2 separate regions of the Muntiacus reevesi genome follow, and region 2 is linked to region 1. The links are chromatin contacts, called in public Hi-C maps. All regions are on one chromosome and are shown on one strand. Each heading gives the region's core, a stretch centred on a gene start, on an enhancer-like site or on the middle of the called end of the contact. The rest is flanking DNA. Distances are from core to core; before and after follow the strand shown. Region 1 holds the start of REV1 (REV1 DNA directed polymerase). Region 2 holds the start of EIF5B (eukaryotic translation initiation factor 5B).

Region 1 (2,927 bases), core at 209-2,708:
GAGAAGGGAATGGCAACCCACTCCAGTATTCTTGCCTGGAGAATTCCACGGACAGAGGAGTCTGGCGGGCTACAGTCCATGGGGTCGCAAAGAGTCGGACACGACTGAGCCAGTAACACACACAGGTGAGCTTCCCAGAGTCTAAGAAGTACAGGGAGGGGGCAACGCTCTAGCAGCACCCGCTCCGGCTAAGACGAGCCTATGTGCAAAAGCAGAGATGGAAGTTTGGAAAGCAGGTAGACGGTACATAAGGTTACCTACGTTGCACACTGAAGAGGAAAAGGCTAATTCTCGCAGACTATAGTGGACAGGCTTGGCAGACAGACAGAATTAAGAATCAGAATTACATAAACTCCTTACCAGCTAGTTACAAGCTCTTTTATGGTACGCGCTAGTCTAGTTATGCTCATTTAAATGATACCATCTCTACGCTGGACGTGACCTGAAAACAGGCGGAAGGCAGAAATTACAGTAGACTCAACACCTGCAATCTTTTTTTTTTTTTAAACCAGAGGCGGGTGGGGGGGGTCAACTAGGGCGTGATACACTAACATTTCTTTCCCAACTCAGTTTCGGCTGTAAGAGCAGGGAAACGTGTAGGGAAATGCCCCTCTCCCGCCACACAGGTGCTGAATCATTTCACAAGGAGTGCAGTGGGCGAGGGGCGCTTGTCAGGACAGTTGGGGACAGGTGCCCGCCTATTAAGGCAACAGATAAGTAACCAGGAAAAACAAGTGAGTAAAAACTGTCTTCGGGGAGTCAGACGCCGATTCCCAGGTCCCGCGGGGCGGAGGGGAGACGCCACGGCGGGAGGCCGGGTGGAGGGTCCGGCGCGGGGCCCCGGCCGCCAGCCCGCGCCGCTCCGAGCGCGGCCGCCCGCGCGCACGAATGAATGGCGCGGGGCTGAAGAGCCGGCGCGGCGCCGGCGCAGCAGCCGGGAGTTTGCGGCGCGGTCCGAGCGGGGCCGGCGCGGGGCGCGGCGGAGAGGGCCGCCGGCGCGGGTCGTCGGCGCGGCGCCTCCGCAGGCGGCCGAGCGCGGGCGGCGACGGCGGGCCGGCCGCGCCATGGCGGAGGGGGAAGGGGAGGTCACGCGTTACATAACCCGGCAGCTGCCGCGCTTCGGGCGCCGCGGGCCGCCCAGGCCGCGAGACCAACGGCCGCGGGGCCCGGGCCGACGCGCCCGCCCCCGCCCCGCCTCAGGCCGCCGCGCCGGGCGACGCGGGGCCGCTCCCACCCCGCCCCCACCCGCGCCGCCGGCCCGGGGTCGCTCACCTTCAGCCCTGCCCCAGACCACCATGCCCGGGCACGGCCGCCTCCTCCGGCCTCGCGGGCCCCGGCGCCGCCGCACGGTGCCCTCGCCGTGGGCGGGGAGGAGGGCCGGCGAAGGAGTCGCACCGCCGCGCCGCGGTCCACGCTCGCCCCACGCTCGCGGCGGCCGGCCTGCGCGCGCTCGGCGCCTGCTCCGCCCCTCCCCCCCGGCGGGCGCGCGCGCCGCGGCTCCGCCCCGCCCCGCCCCTCCCCCTCCGGCGGCCGGCGCGCTCCCAGGCCCCGCCCCGACCCGCCCCGCCCGCGGCTGCTCGCGCTCCGCCCAGCGCGGCGCTGGCGCCCGCGTGGAGCACTGCCCCGGGCGATGCTGAACCGCGGGCGCCGAGCCCCTGCCGTCCCCGGCCGGCCCGCAGCGACCGCGCCTCCGTGGCACATGACCGTCTCGCTCGCGGGGGCAGAGAGGAGCGCGGCGCGGGCCCGCCTTTCGCATCGCGCCGCCAGCCGTGAACCCCGAGCCCGGCGCGCCTCCCGCTTGGGTCACGGAGCTGTCCTGGCCTCCGGGAGGCCCCGCCCGGCTCTGCGCTCCCCGCCCCGGGAGCGCACAAGTCAGGGACTGACCATGCTGGAAACCCTGGAAGATCCGTAAAACACCGGGGTCCCCCGCCACTAGCCGTTGACTCACAGTGACATCTAGTGACGGAAGGGACACTCGCGAACTAACACTTTGCTGTGTCAGGGGGCGACTGGGAACCAGGGCCCACGGACGTTAATGGGAAAGAAAGCTGTGCCGCCGGGGGTGAGCGTTGCCAGCTCCCTTGGGGGCTCGAACACTGGTCCCTGCGCGACCAGGCTCGCCCTGCATTGCACCTGGATCTTTGTAAACCTGAGGCAGGTGGCCCATCCCACATGCAGCACTGGGGTTACACGTGAAAGCAATTTGATACTACTGTCGAAAAAAAAAAATCATATATTATGTATGCCTAAATACAATTATAATTGAGGACCTTCTGGCAAAAGACTAGTTGTTCCATAAGGACCATTTTCCCCCTCTTGGCAATTTTGGTTTGCCTGGAGATCATCCCATATCTCTATTACAATAGTCTTTATTGTTGCAACGCACAAGCATGAAGCGAACCTCCCAGCAAAGGCTCAACACTGTCCATTTATTCCCTTACCTGAAAGACTTGAAGAGTTTGCAAGTGCTTAGGAAACAATTAGTACTCTTTTTCAAAACTGATTTTGCAGAGCAGAGGCTTGTTTACTGGTGATTCAGCTAGTATTCAAATAACTTGTTTCCTTTTTCAAGTTCCTTTGTTTTTGCTACTTTATAGACTTCTATAAATGCACTTCAACTTGAGTATTCTTGTCTAACCTTGCTGAAAATGTTCTTCTGAGACGTCATAATTTAATAAAAACGGGATCATTTCAACAGGACCACAAACAGGTACTTCAGGGTATCACCTCATGAGATGCCACAGAAAACCAGTGGCAGCCCCTTATTATTTTTTTTAATATAAATCTGTAAATGTCAGTATTCTATTAACATGAAACGGTAAAACTCGATTTTCAAATTGAAGAATGACCTGTGAACTCTACAGGAACAATACTCTTATATTTCAATTTTCTTTCCCACTCTCTCCTATCCAAGTCAAAGATTTTTT
Region 2 (2,927 bases), core at 307-2,806, 160 kb before region 1:
CTTCATTCTCCAAACCACAAGCTTCTGATTCTTTTTTCAGTTTAACTGAATGGTGGGCAGGGACGTGTCCTCAAGTTACCTAACCATTTCCGCGATTCCCCTGCGTACACCCGCCAAAACAAGCAGTGGGCCTCACCGTTAACCGCACGCCAGCCAGCCGCTTCCCAAAAGTACCCTCGCCACTCCGCGCGCCCCCGGGGACAGATGAGGGCAGAGGCGAGGTGGCCCCAGCTTCAACGCCTCCCCGGGCGCATGCGCCAAAGCCTCCTCAGTGGCGGGGACTTCGGAGCCCGAGCCGCGCCCCTCCCCCGCCCAGGCAGGATGCTGAGCAGTCGGGTGTCCCTTAGCACCAGGATGCATGGGCGGTGTTTTCACACCACCCTCTGCCTCACCTGAGCTCTCGGCGACACCTGAGATACGAACACACAGCTTCTCCAGAAGAGCAATCCTCTCTGGCTTCAGCCTCCAAGCAGCTGCGGGTAGCTGCGAAGCGGCCGTCACTTCTGCCTCCTCATTGGCCGCGGATCTCACGCGATAGTATCTGCGACGTCCCAGGAAGTGGAGGTAGTGCAGGGGAGGGGGGAGGGGGGAGGGAAGTGCGCGCGGCGAGCGCTTCTGCGCGTGCGCCCTTCTGCTCCTTTCCGGCGCTCCAGCGCTCCGAACTCTTGGCGCAGGAACCTTTCCCTCCCTCCCAGTAAACAGCCCAGAGGGCGGGGGAGCGAAGTACGCTGGAGATTGTAGTTTCTTAGTGCTCAGCCTGGAGTTGACGTTCTTATGCTCTGACACATGTTACATCAGAAAGGGAATAGTTATGCTCCTGCTCGGGAGTGGCACTCCAATTTTGTTTCCATTCGGTTTATTGAACAATTCCCACCTTTAAAAAACAATCAAAGTATAACTTACGTGTAAGTTTTTACATAGTTAACACATAGTGTCGTTGTCCAGATCCGGATATAAAACACTTTCACAACCCTAGTATGCTCCCTTCGCGACTTCCCTGACATACATTTTTAGAGCTTGTTCTCGGTTTGAATGTAAAGGTCATGATCTATTTAGGAGAATTAATGGGTGTGTCCTTTTTAAAAGAATGGTTTCTGTTTGTTTCGGTAATTCATGGACATGACTACGAGGCTCAATATTGTGGATTTCTCTGTCTCCCTTTGGAACACCCAGACGGCTCACCAGTGGTTCACTGTGCTTCTTTATTGAACTTGACGCAGCTGAGTACAAAGGGACAGAGGTTAAAGGTGGAAGGGAAGCCCAAAGTCTACTTTTGAACTGAGATCCAATTCCCCCAACTCTGCGTCCCCCAGCAGGGAGAGGGGCCGACGGGGGAAATTTTCAACCTTATTGTCTACCCCCGGGTTCTAGAATCTTGAAACCCCGCGGATCTCGGAGCGCCGCGGACGCTTGCCGGAAGAGGGCGCTCGGGTTCCCGCCTGACGGGCGTGGTAACTAGAGACGCTCTACCCGCGGCGCAGCTCTCGATGAGCCGCGCCCTGCGTCCCCACGCCGAGGCGGCGGGGTGATGCGCTTGCGCACTCGGAGCTCACACCATATGTGCCCTGTCCCAGTGCGCGGGTCTGTGGAGAGCCGGGTGCGAGAGGCGGCAGCGCGAGGGGGACGGAGCCGAGCGGAGACCGAAGTCAGCCGAGGGACAGCGGGTCTGTGAGGGACCGAGAAGAGGGGCTGGGGCTGCGAGCGCCGCTGACACACCATGGGGAAGAAGCAGAAAAACAAGAGCGAAGACAGGTAACTAGTGGCGGGTTCTCACGGCGGCGGTCGGTGCGGCTCAGGGGGTCGCGCGGGTCCCGCGGGCGCGGGGCGGACCCGGGTCGAGGCTCGAGAGCGACCCCCCGAGGCACAGGCCGGGACCCAGAGTGGGCAGCGCGGGCCCGAGACCCCAGTTCCCGGCGGGCGAGGAGGGCCTCGGCGGCGAGCGGGTTCCCAGCCGAGACTCCGTCCCCTCGCCCGGCTCGGGAGAAGGTCTCCGGCTTGAGGAGCCCCGAGTCGTTTTGGGGTTCGCGGTCCCGTGGGGCAGGGCTCGGGCGGCCTCACGGAGCCGGGGGCCGCTTGGCCACCGTGGAACGGGCGGGTGGGAGTTGTTGCGGCGCTGCTTTTGGCGGACGTCTGGAAGAGTTCTTTTTCATGCCTGTGTACCTATGAATTCTTGGAGAGAGAAGGGTTTGGAATGCGACGTTTCTCCAGCCAGGTGTTCTCACTCTCGGAGCCTCTCAGTCACGTTCGAGACAACGCGAATAGCATAGCAGGTTGCTCTGTCTTAACTTCATTTAATTTGGTTCAGCTTTCAATTATTTACGGGTTGATTGTCCAGACTCCATGCTTTTCGCGTTCCTTCTTCCGGCCTTTTGGTCATTTCTTTACTCGCTAGCACCTCCCCTAAGAAAGGAGGAGATGAAACAAACCAACCAGGGTCGCTCTTTTCTAACCACTTAAAAAGGCTTTGGGGGCGAGAGAGCTTAAGGATGTATGTAGAGTTGAGTACCCCGAGATTATTGTAATATTCCTGGGTGTCATATTCGGTGGAGTTCTTTACCCCTTTTCATGGAAAGGGCTTACTTCCTGGGAGTGAACAACATATGTTATTTTTCACCTTTGTAAACTACTCACCAGACTTAGTTCAAATACTGGGTGTAGTAAGAGGAATTCGAAAGACAAAAACAACAACCTGTGATAGTTCATTTTAACTCAAAACGGATATTTGCTCTTGAAGTTTGACTAAGTTGTGATTTGGAATCCTGGGTCGTTTCCTGACCTGACCCTCACCTAGCTGTTGAATGGAGTTAAAAAGACACCAAGTGTCTTGTATTTCAGTTGGAGGTCTATTGGAAGAAGTTAATTGATTTGAAGAGTAGCCAGATAGATAAGAAAAAATAAGCAGAATTCTGGGGTGATTTAGTGGGGCA

The links. A called contact is a pair of places that touch in the nucleus more often than the background predicts.
Region 2: a contact with region 1 is called in a Hi-C map of muscle, with 4 times the contacts expected there. The contact joins the promoter of EIF5B here to the promoter of REV1 in region 1. A contact is called at or near these places in 2 of 3 Hi-C or Micro-C datasets (blood and muscle).

Annotation. Positions count from the first base shown.
Region 1 is chr3:96,859,061-96,861,987 of mMunRee1.1, reverse strand. REV1 (REV1 DNA directed polymerase) reads right to left here and starts at 1,458. Exons shown (of 24, transcript XR_010662380.1): 1 at 1,273-1,458.
Region 2 is chr3:97,021,196-97,024,122 of mMunRee1.1, reverse strand. It overlaps EIF5B (eukaryotic translation initiation factor 5B), which reads left to right and starts at 1,556. Exons shown (of 24, transcript XM_065929729.1): 1 at 1,556-1,752. The coding sequence starts at 1,718. It overlaps TXNDC9 (thioredoxin domain containing 9), which reads right to left and starts at 546. Exons shown (of 5, transcript XM_065929730.1): 1 at 393-546.